Linked DNA regions of Lactuca sativa: all the other regions are linked to region 1. The links are chromatin contacts, called in public Hi-C maps. All regions are on one chromosome and are shown on one strand. Each heading gives the region's core, a stretch centred on a gene start, on an enhancer-like site or on the middle of the called end of the contact. The rest is flanking DNA. Distances are from core to core; before and after follow the strand shown. Region 1 holds the start of LOC111880631 (F-box protein At5g46170). Region 2 holds the start of LOC111880813 (transcription factor TCP2). Region 3 holds the start of LOC111880692.

Evidence for each region. Hi-C and Micro-C count contacts between places; a contact is called where the count stands out from the background.
Region 2: a Hi-C map of leaf shows a contact between it and region 1, with 5 times the contacts expected there. The contact joins the promoter of LOC111880813 here to the promoter of LOC111880631 in region 1. A contact is called at or near these places in 2 of 4 Hi-C or Micro-C datasets (both in leaf).
Region 3: a Hi-C map of leaf shows a contact between it and region 1, with 7 times the contacts expected there. The contact joins the promoter of LOC111880692 here to the promoter of LOC111880631 in region 1. A contact is called at or near these places in 3 of 4 Hi-C or Micro-C datasets (leaf and seed).

What each region holds. Positions count from the first base shown.
Region 1 is chr7:38,755,598-38,759,225 of Lsat_Salinas_v11, forward strand. LOC111880631 (F-box protein At5g46170) reads left to right here and starts at 1,817. Exons shown (of 3, transcript XM_042896236.2): 1 at 1,817-2,067; 2 at 2,172-3,389. The coding sequence starts at 2,174. The coding sequence ends at 3,388.
Region 2 is chr7:38,897,087-38,900,762 of Lsat_Salinas_v11, forward strand. It overlaps LOC111880813 (transcription factor TCP2), which reads right to left and starts at 2,119. Exons shown (of 2, transcript XM_023877230.3): 1 at 296-2,119. The coding sequence starts at 1,676. The coding sequence ends at 312.
Region 3 is chr7:38,549,704-38,553,335 of Lsat_Salinas_v11, forward strand. It overlaps LOC111880692, which reads right to left and starts at 1,640. Exons shown (of 2, transcript XM_023877112.3): 1 at 1,454-1,640; 2 at 670-1,175. The coding sequence starts at 1,150. The coding sequence ends at 806. It overlaps LOC111880691 (protease Do-like 5, chloroplastic), which reads left to right. Exons shown (of 8, transcript XM_023877109.2): 5 at 1-43; 6 at 137-224; 7 at 309-383; 8 at 481-624. The coding sequence ends at 587.

The sequences.
Region 1 (3,628 bases), core at 567-3,066:
TATAAGGAGAACAACATGAACACAACACCGAGATATGGATTCATCAATTGTCTTCATCTTCATCGACCTAACACAACCACATTACTAGGATCCCTCTCTTACAAACATACACGACAACCTTATCGATGCAAAAATCAGAATTGTATACTGATAAAGTCATTCTCATGTTACAAACCTAAACCTAATTTTCGATTGGAGTTTTTCAATTTACTTCGGCAGGGTTAGGGGTACTGAAAATAAGTGAGATGGAGTTGCTATCAGAGTTACGAGAGATATAGAAAACATGGATGAAAAGAAAGGGTAAGGATGTTGGATGACGGTTGATGTGTTTTACGATGTGATAGAGAGTGTATAAAGGAAAGTGTGGTGATTGGGGAAGAGGAAAAAGAAGAAAAAGCAGTTGAATGCGTCAGAGTGGCATGAGGAGGTGAAGAAGGCGTTTCTGGAGTGGAAATAGATGGATGTGGAGCTCTGATGGTGTTTTTAGGAGAGAGAGAGATGATGATGATGATCTTCCTTTTATAATGTCATGATAAAGAACCTTTAAGAAAATGAAAAATAATAAATAAATAAATAGAAGAGGGCAAACTATTTGTCCTATAAGTATTTAATTTATTTTTTTCATCCATGTAAGGGTGCATGAAGTAGTGGCGGGTTGATGATTATGAGTTGGTGGTACTGGCGGTACTGCTGGTAAGACGAATCCTTGGCGCATATAGGACTAGACGAAGGGTTGCATAATGAACCCGTGATGCTTCCCAACGACCAAAATTTTAAACGATTTTGTTTGTTCTATTATTTTTAATTAATAAAATTTCCTATTATAAAAACTTTCTTCTACCATTTTAAAACCACATTTTCCCTTCTTTCAATTTCATTCCATTTTACTTTACTTTCTATACATTTCAATTCAAAATTTGAAAATAGTTGTCATTCATTTTTTAGTTGTATTCAGAAAATGGTATGACATTGAAGAAATGATGTTGGTCAGATCATACACTAATATTTTTGAAAAAAAAAAAACAGGTTACTCAATATAAATCTTCATATTTTTTATGAGTAGTTACATATCATTTTAAGTAGTATTAGGTTAAGATCGTTCAACACATCAAATTGCTTACAAATAAAAAATATATAGCAAGAAAACGAAAGAGTTTAATATTGTTTTTCACCCATCAGATGAATGTCAGGGAGTCCGGAGTTTCTATCGAAGAAGTTTTAAATGTATATATATATATATATATATATATATATATATATATATATATATATATATATATATATATATATATATCACGAACACCATAACATAAATGATTTTCGTTACAAGAAGGCGTAAATATTTTAAAAAAATAACTTTTCATTTTTTAGATTCTAAGTATTTTTTTAGTTTGTATTGTTTTTTAGGTATTTCGGTTTTTGTTTTAGGATTTGTTTAATGTTATTGTAATGTAGTTTTTTAATTAAAATTTATTTTTCAAGAATACAAAATTTTTAAAAATGTTATGTTTTATTTTATTTTAGTTAAATTAAAAATAATGCTATAACAAATGTGTTAGAATGGTTCGGAAAAAAAGATTATTTTCTTGTGTTTGAATGGTAAAAAATAAAATAGATAAATAAAAGTAAAAATGGTATAACAATTAAACAATAGGTTGAGTATTGGGTGGGTTGAAAATGATGCATTTACTCTCCATATCGATAACAATTATGAGTGATATTTGTTTTACCAACTCGATAGACTATTTATGTAATTTGTCCCTCTAAAATTAATATGGTAGAATGGATATATCATCAAAACCATGAATATGTATTAAGTATAACGAACAGAAAGAAAACACGAAAATAAATTTGTTGAAAATAGTGAACTCAAAGCACTCTATGTGTGTCTTTGACCCATTTTCCAACACACACTTCTCTATCCCTCAACGCCACCATATCCTCCCCCATTTCCCTTCCTTCTCTCCACCAAATCCACCATTCTTCGCCTTTGTTTTCTCAAATCGCCATAACCCCCTTTAGATCCCAATATTTGATTCCTTTCTGTTTCGTCTTTCAATCCAATTGGTTCGGTTTCACGTTTCTATTGCTCGATCTGTTAATAATTGTAATTGGGTTCTTCAAATCAAGATCCTTTGTTTGATTCTCCTGCTTCTTGTTGTTGTAATCAGGTATGATGTCTTCTCTCCTCCCAGATCTGACCACAAGAATCTACCCAGAACCACCATGCAGTTTCTTGTCGGTGGCCGCGGAGGATGAAGGCGTCGACCGGTTTGATCAGCTGCCGGACTCTCTTCTTCTCTTGATCTTCAATAGGATCGGCGATGTCAAGGCGTTGGGCCGTTGTTGCGCCGTTTCGAAAAGATTCCATTCCCTTGTTCCTCAGGTCGAAAACGTCGTTGTTCGAGTCGATTGCGTTATCTCCGACGATGATTCTTCTTCCGCCTCCGGCTCCTCCGACAAATCTCGTGGACCAATTTCTAGTCTTTTCCGCATCGTCTTCGGCGGCATCGTGAAGCCAATCCAAGCGCTTGGCCAGTTCTTCGGTCCAAAACGATCTTCGTACTCGTCGTTATCCTCCCCTTCTTCTTCCTCATCGTCTTCTTTGTCCGTCGGGAATGTCGACGGTGACGACGATATCGAACAAGGCGGTGGAGTTACTCATCATTCTCCAACTCAAGTCCTCAAAAACTTCAACGAGATTCGATATCTCAAAATTGAACTCCCCAGCGGTGAATTGGGTATCGAAGATGATGTTCTGTTGAGATGGAGAGCAGATTTTGGATCAACGTTAGATAATTGCGTGATGCTTGGCGCATCCTCTGTGATTCGCCCTGCAAATTCTTCCCCCAATCAATCCAATTACGACACAATGTGCGTTAATGGAAACAACAACCTCCACGAAGATAATGGCAGTATACCGGAATCCTTCTACACCAACGGTGGTCTGAAATTACGCGTCGTATGGACCATAAGCTCGTTGATTGCAGCATCTGCAAGACATTATTTGCTTCAACCGATCATTTCCGAGCATAAGACATTAGATTCACTGGTTTTAACCGATGCTGATGGACAAGGGGTGTTATGTATGAACAGGGAACAATTGGAAGAATTAAGAGTGAAGCCATTGTCAGCTTCTTCAGCTTCAAAGAGAACCCTTGTTCCAGCTTTGAATATGCGGCTCTGGTATGCGCCATTTTTGGAGTTACCAGATGGAACTGTGCTCAAAGGGGCTACATTAGTTGCGACTAGGCCAAGTGAACAATCTGTTCAAAAGGATTTTTCTGATGGATTGTGGGTTTCATCTGCATTCGAGGAGCCTTTTGGAACTGCTGCAAGAATGTTGGTCAAAAGGAGGACTTATTGCCTTGAGATGAATTCCTTTTGATGTAAGAACTCTAATCATCTTCACTTTTTTTCTTGAATTCAATCTCATGAAACTGCTTTCTTGATTGTAATTTTGTTTCTGATCTCCTGCTACCAAGAATCATTGAAATTAAGGACTTATATATATTATAAAACTTGATTGATTAACTGTTTAATGTTGCAATTATGCTTAGGTAAATTATATAGAATCTTCATTGATGTTCATCCATTTTGATCAGAACACTTTTGGTTGTTGACAAAA
Region 2 (3,676 bases), core at 869-3,368, 140 kb after region 1:
AGAAAGTAACTTTTGAAATATACAAGAAAAGATACAAAATTTAGATTAAAAATGTTTACTTGATTTATTGTTTTAGAATTGAAATGAATTAGAGTTTTATAACTCTAATGGGAATTATTAAAGTTCATGGAGATGTCACGAAATTAATATAACTGGTAGCATTTCGCATTAGGAAAGTGATAGTCTTGATCTTGGAATTAATATAAGCAATGAAGAATATTGATTTTTGATGAAAAAAGAGATGTTTAATAATGGAAAATACTGCAAGAACTTCAGAAAATTAAAAGGGAATTACCAGAGATGGAGAAGACTTAGTTCTTTGACTTTTCCTTGTGATGATCAGAGTGACGAGCTCCACCATCTGCTCCACCGTATAGTTGTCGGCGTTGGGAGTCATACCCTGTTGCCGGGAAATGTTCAGGAGCTCCGGAGCCGATGGTTGGAGCTATAAAGAACGGGAAGTTTGTAGATGTGGATCCATCCACCATAGATGGCGACTGAAACCTCTGAAAGTGGTGGTGGTGATGAGGCAAAATAGATAATAAATTGGACTGAAGGGTCCCCCTATTGAAACCCGGAGCAATACCGCCGCCGGAAGACGATGCTGCAATGGAGAAATTTAAGTTATAGCTTTCTCCGCCACCGTCGCCGCCACTAGTCGTCACAACCGGAGCAAAATTTTCTTGAAGGAAAGAGAAATGGTGCTGCTGCGGGTGGTTGTCTACGGCGGCGATGTTGAACTGTGGCATTTGGATTATTTGGGGTGAAGACTGTGGTGGACGGTTGAAGAAGTAATCCATTGGAGTTGTCCACTGCATTCTGGATTCGGGAGTCGCCGCTGGGTTCGGACTAACGGTGTTGCTGTTAATCCCGCCGGTGAGGAGATCCGTAAACGATGAGTTATGAGCAATACCGTTAACTTGAGTCACAACAGAAGCCCTAACGGGATCAGTGTCCTTTTCCTTTTCCTTCTTCGCCGCCATTTCTCGAGCTCGTTCTCGAGCTCTGACCCGATTTTCAGATCGAGATAACGAAAGTCCAGAACCTTTACTGGTCTCCGATGTGCTACTACAAGCCGACGATTTCGATAACGAAACATTGTTATTATTATTATTATTGTTATTCTGCTCGTGGTGGTTCTGGTAGTTCGGATCTTCAAATTCGGCGTCGTGTCCCGTGGATTTCTTCTCGTCGCTCAGCTGCTTCTGATGCTGGTTGTTATGGTCGTTGTGGTGGTGCTGGTTATGGCCGTCGGCACCGGTAAACGACGGATCAAGAGATGGAAGCTCAGCGATAGAACCCGACGCCGCCTTAATCAACCACTCCACCGCTTTACTCGGCTGATCATAACCTAATCGGTCCTGTAGATCGTAAAACTGGATGGCTGTCGTTACCGACAGCCGTACACGGCGGTCTCTCAACCCTTTCGATGTCAAAACCTTACTATGTCTATCCTTCCCACCCGAAGCCCTAGAAACCCTAACGATTCGAGACGCCGGCCACCCACAAAGCCTCCCGCCAACGCCACCATTCTCATCGGGAAACCGATGCTCATGGTTTCGTAAATCCAAATTCCCTCTCAGAGTTGCTATTTTATGAGGATTTGAAGAATTATCACCATTAGAACCAATCCTTTGAAACTTACTCACCTGTCGTTCAATTTCATCCACCTCCATACCCTTCTTCAATCATCCCTTGTTTCCACCAACACCACCACCAGATCCGCCGTCTCTTTTTCTCTCTCTCTTTCTGTCTTATCCCTTTTAGAGAGAGAAAGTTACGGCCTAAATCTAGAGAGAGAAAGAGAGAAAAGTAATTTTAGAGTACATGTGAGTGAGCAGGTGCGTTTGAAAGGGCTACTGTATTAGTTGGTGTCCTTTGCATTGATGACTGATAACATTACAGAAACAATACACACACTAGTGTGTGTAAAACATATAGATACAAATGTGTGTATGTATATATTTTGTGGGTTTGATGTATCATGTTCATAAGGTCTTGCAGGATGGAAATGTCAGAAGGGAAGCTCCGTTTGAAACTTATCTTTTTGCAGTGTCATTCAGAAAAGCAAAGCCTGTAAATTTCATCAGAGAAAGAAAGAGAGAGAGAACATACGCATTGAAACAGTTAAAACCAAAAAAATTAAAGATTTTTAAAGCAATAATTGTAAGCACTTGTGGGTTTTAATCTTTTTTTATTGTTGAAATACTTAATTAAAAGTTCTTGTTTTTTATATATATCTTCGTACAGGAAAACCTTGATGAAGTACTTTAAGGAAAGGGTTAAACATGTATAATCCAAATCATTTTGGGTATGCTTGTTTAAACATACCTTTCAATCTTTTTAATTTTGATTTATTTATTAAAAGCACCATATTTAGACATAGAATGTTAACACAAAAACATTTTTTCGAAATTGAAAAAATGACCATAAATATGAATATGAGCCTAATGACCCGCTAAAACGTTTTTTTAGACATAAAATATCACTAATAAACTTTTATGGATAATTTAGGGGTGTTTGACATTGCTTATTAGCTTATAACTTATAACTTACTAACTTATAAGTTAATAAATAAGTGTAGGGTAACTTATGAAAAAATAATTTATTAGAGGTTCCTCATCGGATAAATTACTTTCATCCAAACACTTTTTTAACTTATAGTAGTGTGGAACCCTAAGTTGTTTTAAAAACCTTAGCCAAACACCCCCTTTTCATAAGGTATATTTATATATGACACATTCAATCGTGTCTACCAAATGAAGATTTCTAAGGATGCCCAAGCAACCTTGTATGTTGCCAGTAGTTTTGTTTTATTCAACAATACCCAAAAATGTATTTCTATCCAAATAAATGTTTGAAGATTATATATTTAGATACTTGAATAGTATTTACAATATGGTTTATGACTTCTTTCAAGAAGTTGTTCATTCATTATAACCTTTATTCGATTGTATTTTCGTACAACAACACATGAGAATAAATCAATGAAGTTTATTGCGATTTTTATTTTGGAGGCCATGCTGAAGATGGTGGATGATGTTCATGAGAACAAGGTTGATTCTTGGACAAGATCAAATGAGAGCAGACATTAGAGAACTTGAGAGATGAAAGAGAGGTTGACGAGAAGGATAACAAGAATATGGGAGGAAAAACGTGAAGGGTCAAAATGTTGAAGGTCCAAAAAGAGAAGGATGATGAGGATATGGAAGGAAAAAATGTGAAGAGTCAAGATGCTAAAGGTCTAAAAAGAGGTGAGGACAGTCCTCCTTGAATTTTTTTGGATTTGTTGTTGTTGGGTTGTTTGTACAATATTTTGTTTTGTGTTTTAAAACATCTATTGCTATCTAATAGTCAGGGGCGGACTTAGGATTTTATAGTAGGGGTTGCACGGAAGAGTTAGGGGTTGCACGGTAGTAGAAAAAATAAAATTTTCAAAAATTTTAGAAAAATTTATCACTACGGCCGAAAAAGTTAGGGGTTGTCGGTGCCATCGTGGACCACCCCTAGGTCCGCCCTTGATAATAGTTTGAACTAGGTTTTGTATGTTCATGGAAGCATGACGGTTTTATATTGAATGTTACCAATCCTTGAAAATAATTTCTTAAAAAATTTCAAAGAAAAACTTCAAATTCTGTATTGAAAATGAATAGATTTTGTTTAAAAATTGATAAGA
Region 3 (3,632 bases), core at 390-2,889, 210 kb before region 1:
TATTGGGAATCCTTATGGATATGAGAATACATTAACCACTGGAGTAAAACGTTTTCTTATATTTTAATATATATTGTAATTTAATATTATATATTCTTAAAAAATCGATTTAATTTTATAAAACTGTGTATATCAGGTAGTGAGTGGGTTGGGAAGAGAGATACCTTCACCAAATGGAGGTGCCATTAGAGGTGCAATTCAAACAGATGCAGCTATTAATTCAGGTAATAAATTCAAATTTAGATCAATAATTTTAATACAAAATTGCAAATATTATGTGAAACTTTTTGTTTAATTTTATTATGCAGGAAATTCAGGTGGGCCATTGCTTGATTCTCATGGCCATGTTATCGGTGTCAATACTTCAACTTTTACTAGAAAAGGTATAAAGTTATATCATACAAGTTAAAAAAAGTTTGTAATTTTATTTATTTCATTTTAAATAATTGTTTTTATTATTATTTTTATAAATTGTTGTAGGGTCAGGAATGTCATCTGGTGTCAACTTTGCAATACCAATCGATACTGTGGTCAAGATTGTACCTTACTTGATTGTTTATGGAACTGCCTATAGAGACAGATTTTGATAAATTGTATTTATAATAGCAATGTATTTTGATTCCATTCTATTTCTTTAAATTTATAATTCGATTGTTATAACACCAAAAATATTGAAATACGTCATCATATATTAAAATCAACTACAGAAACTGAATTACAATTCATTTAATACCATGAACCAAACATGTGAGAGATTTGAATTGATTCATTGAAAATAGCATTCTACAAAGTATGAATGAAGAATTTACTTTTGAGCTTGAAGGGAGAGGAGTGAGAGGTGTTCATCAATGGAGCAATCAACATGACATGAGATTCTGCAAGATGAAGGGATTAATATCAACCCTAGGCCTCTCTGTTCCATGGGGGAAGGAGATGATCTTCTGGTGCTTCGATATTCCACAGCATCTTGAAGAATTATGTTTCCTTGTTTATCCATACAGTAAAATGCTCCCATGAAGAATCTCCCATCGCTTACCCCTACCAACATTCGCCTAAACAACAGTTTCTTCACTTGTGAAATGTCCGATTTGCCCTCAAAACATGCTTCTCCTTCTCGTTCTCCTTCTACTGATTCATTTGTATTCTCCATTCTGAAAAGTGACTGAAACCTCTCACTGAATGAATTCAATCAAGCAATGAACAAGAAAAGAAACCATACAACAAAAATCCATTTTTATTCACTAAGGCATATCGTCGAACACCTATCGTGCTTCTGCAAATTCCATGTAAGAGGATGCGATAGATTATGGCATCACTTTCGGGAAGTGAAAATAATTATTCTATTAGAGATTCGTATGCAAATCGAAAGGAAGTATTCTTTCGGAAAACTAGTAATAGCACGAAGAAATAGATTACGAAGACATGAGGATGTGAATAGAGAAGAGCGTATCACCTTAAGCCAAATTAATTGAATCAGGGTAGAAGAACGAAAATGCTTTTCTTCAATTCCACCGATACTCTGACGAACTTTGCCGATTTCACATTTAATTCGCTTAATCGAAACACTGAAATTGCTTATGTAAGCAGCCAATAGGCAATTTGGGGAAGTCGATCAGGATCGTCTTCTAGGTTTCAAACTTACAAAAATGATCCTTCCTATTCGTCAAACTTCATTTCAGCTCCCCTAACAACATTACAACTAAGATATTGTTTGTTTTTTTAAGCAAAAATCTATAAAATCTGAGGCACCTTTGCAATCTTCTGCAGTAGAATAGGTTGACAAAACGGTTGCAGACTGTAATAAGAAGTGTATTTGTTTTTTTTTTAACATCTACATGCTGCAGATATTAAAAAATTAAAATAAATTGATTTTATAATCCGAAAATAGTTTTATAATATCGAAAATTTAATAATGTATGACATTTCGGCAAGAATTTATGATATTTCAGCAAAAAATAATAATATTTTAACAAAAAATAAAGATATTTTTACATAAAATAATGATATTTCATCAACAAATTATTATTATTCAATATAAAAAAAATATTCAACAAAAATAAACAAAAAAAAATATATGAAATAAGATTTCAGCAATATATAATCAATATTTTAGCAAGAAAAAAAGAAGAAGAAGAGGTTGAAAAGGGTAGGAAGAGGCAAAACAAGTGTTGCGCCAAGAAGAACACGCACAAATGTTTTTTACTCCAAAAACTTCTGAAAAACAAACAGCTGCTAGATGAAAAGTGATGCGCGTGTGCTGCGTCATGCAACAATAAGATGTCAGAAGAGGTTTTTTTTTTCAAAAAACAAATAGTACCTAAGACAAAACTATGAAAATGGTTTTTTGAGTTTTGGCCAAAACCTTCATTTTTTTTTATTGGTGGTCCTTTTTGACTATGTTTTTATATGGAATTGGTCTCTGTTAAACTTAAAAAGACTAATATGTCATTTTAATTTTTTTTTTCTATTTTCTTAAAAAAATCTCTTATTTAAATATTAATTGTAAAATAAATAAAAAAGAGGACATCTCTCTCTCTCTCTCTCTCTCTCTCTCTCTCTCTCTCTCTCTCTCTCTCTCTCTCTCTCTCTCTCTCGTAACGACGCCATCCCCCAAATGTTTATTATCTTCTTCCTCGTATTGAAATGTAAAAAGTATAATTCACCATTAAAATGCAAAAAAATACCCAACCGTATATATCTATTTCTTCAAATTTATCTTTTTATCCTCTTTCAATCCAAGTTACAATGATTTCTCATTTCTAGAACATAGTGAGTCATATTTCTAGATTACATAAACCTCAATACCCCCGAATCAAAATAAAAACAACTCAAAAAAGTATCCCCCGAATAAAAAGTTAAAGTAATCTATCCAAAAAGTTGTCGATTAAAGAATCATTACAACTTACAAGTATGCTTAACCATAATCATCTCAATTATTACAAACGAAAGTTGCTTTAACCATTCAAATGTCCGATGACATGACGCCACTCGTTTTCATTCTACGATGATCTTTCTTTCTTCCAACACTTCTGACACTTTCAAATTTTGTAACTGGATAATCTTTTCTTATTTTTTTCATAATCTTCTTCAGTACTGTACTTTAGATTGAATCTGCAGAGCGTTTACACCCACTAAAAAACGATCTTTGTTTCTTCTTCGTGTTCTTCTGGTGTATCTGGTTTTGAGTTTGACTCTGATTTTGGTCAATGGTGATGTTCATACTACTACTAGTATTGTTACTATTGTTGTTATGGCTTTTAAATCTTTTGCTTCGATTGTCTAGATCCAATAACCCGATTTCTTGTGGTTTCAACAACCCCGCATATAAAAAGCTCCATAACGATGAAGTTGTAACGACCCTATTTTCAAAAGAAAATTTTCATTTTTAGTACATTTTTTTTTTTCAAATTCATAACATCAACAATATTATTCCAAACATCAGAGTGTCCCACAAAAACGCCTGAGAGAGAGTGCATGCCGCGCCATCAAGCCTTGCCCTTGCCCTTAGGCTCAGAAGTACCTGAAACAAATCAACAAATTGTAAGCTAATGTTTAGTGAGTTCCCCAAAGCATACCCCACACAATCTACATAATCACATAATCCATATTAGCTATAAAAGCTACATAAACCA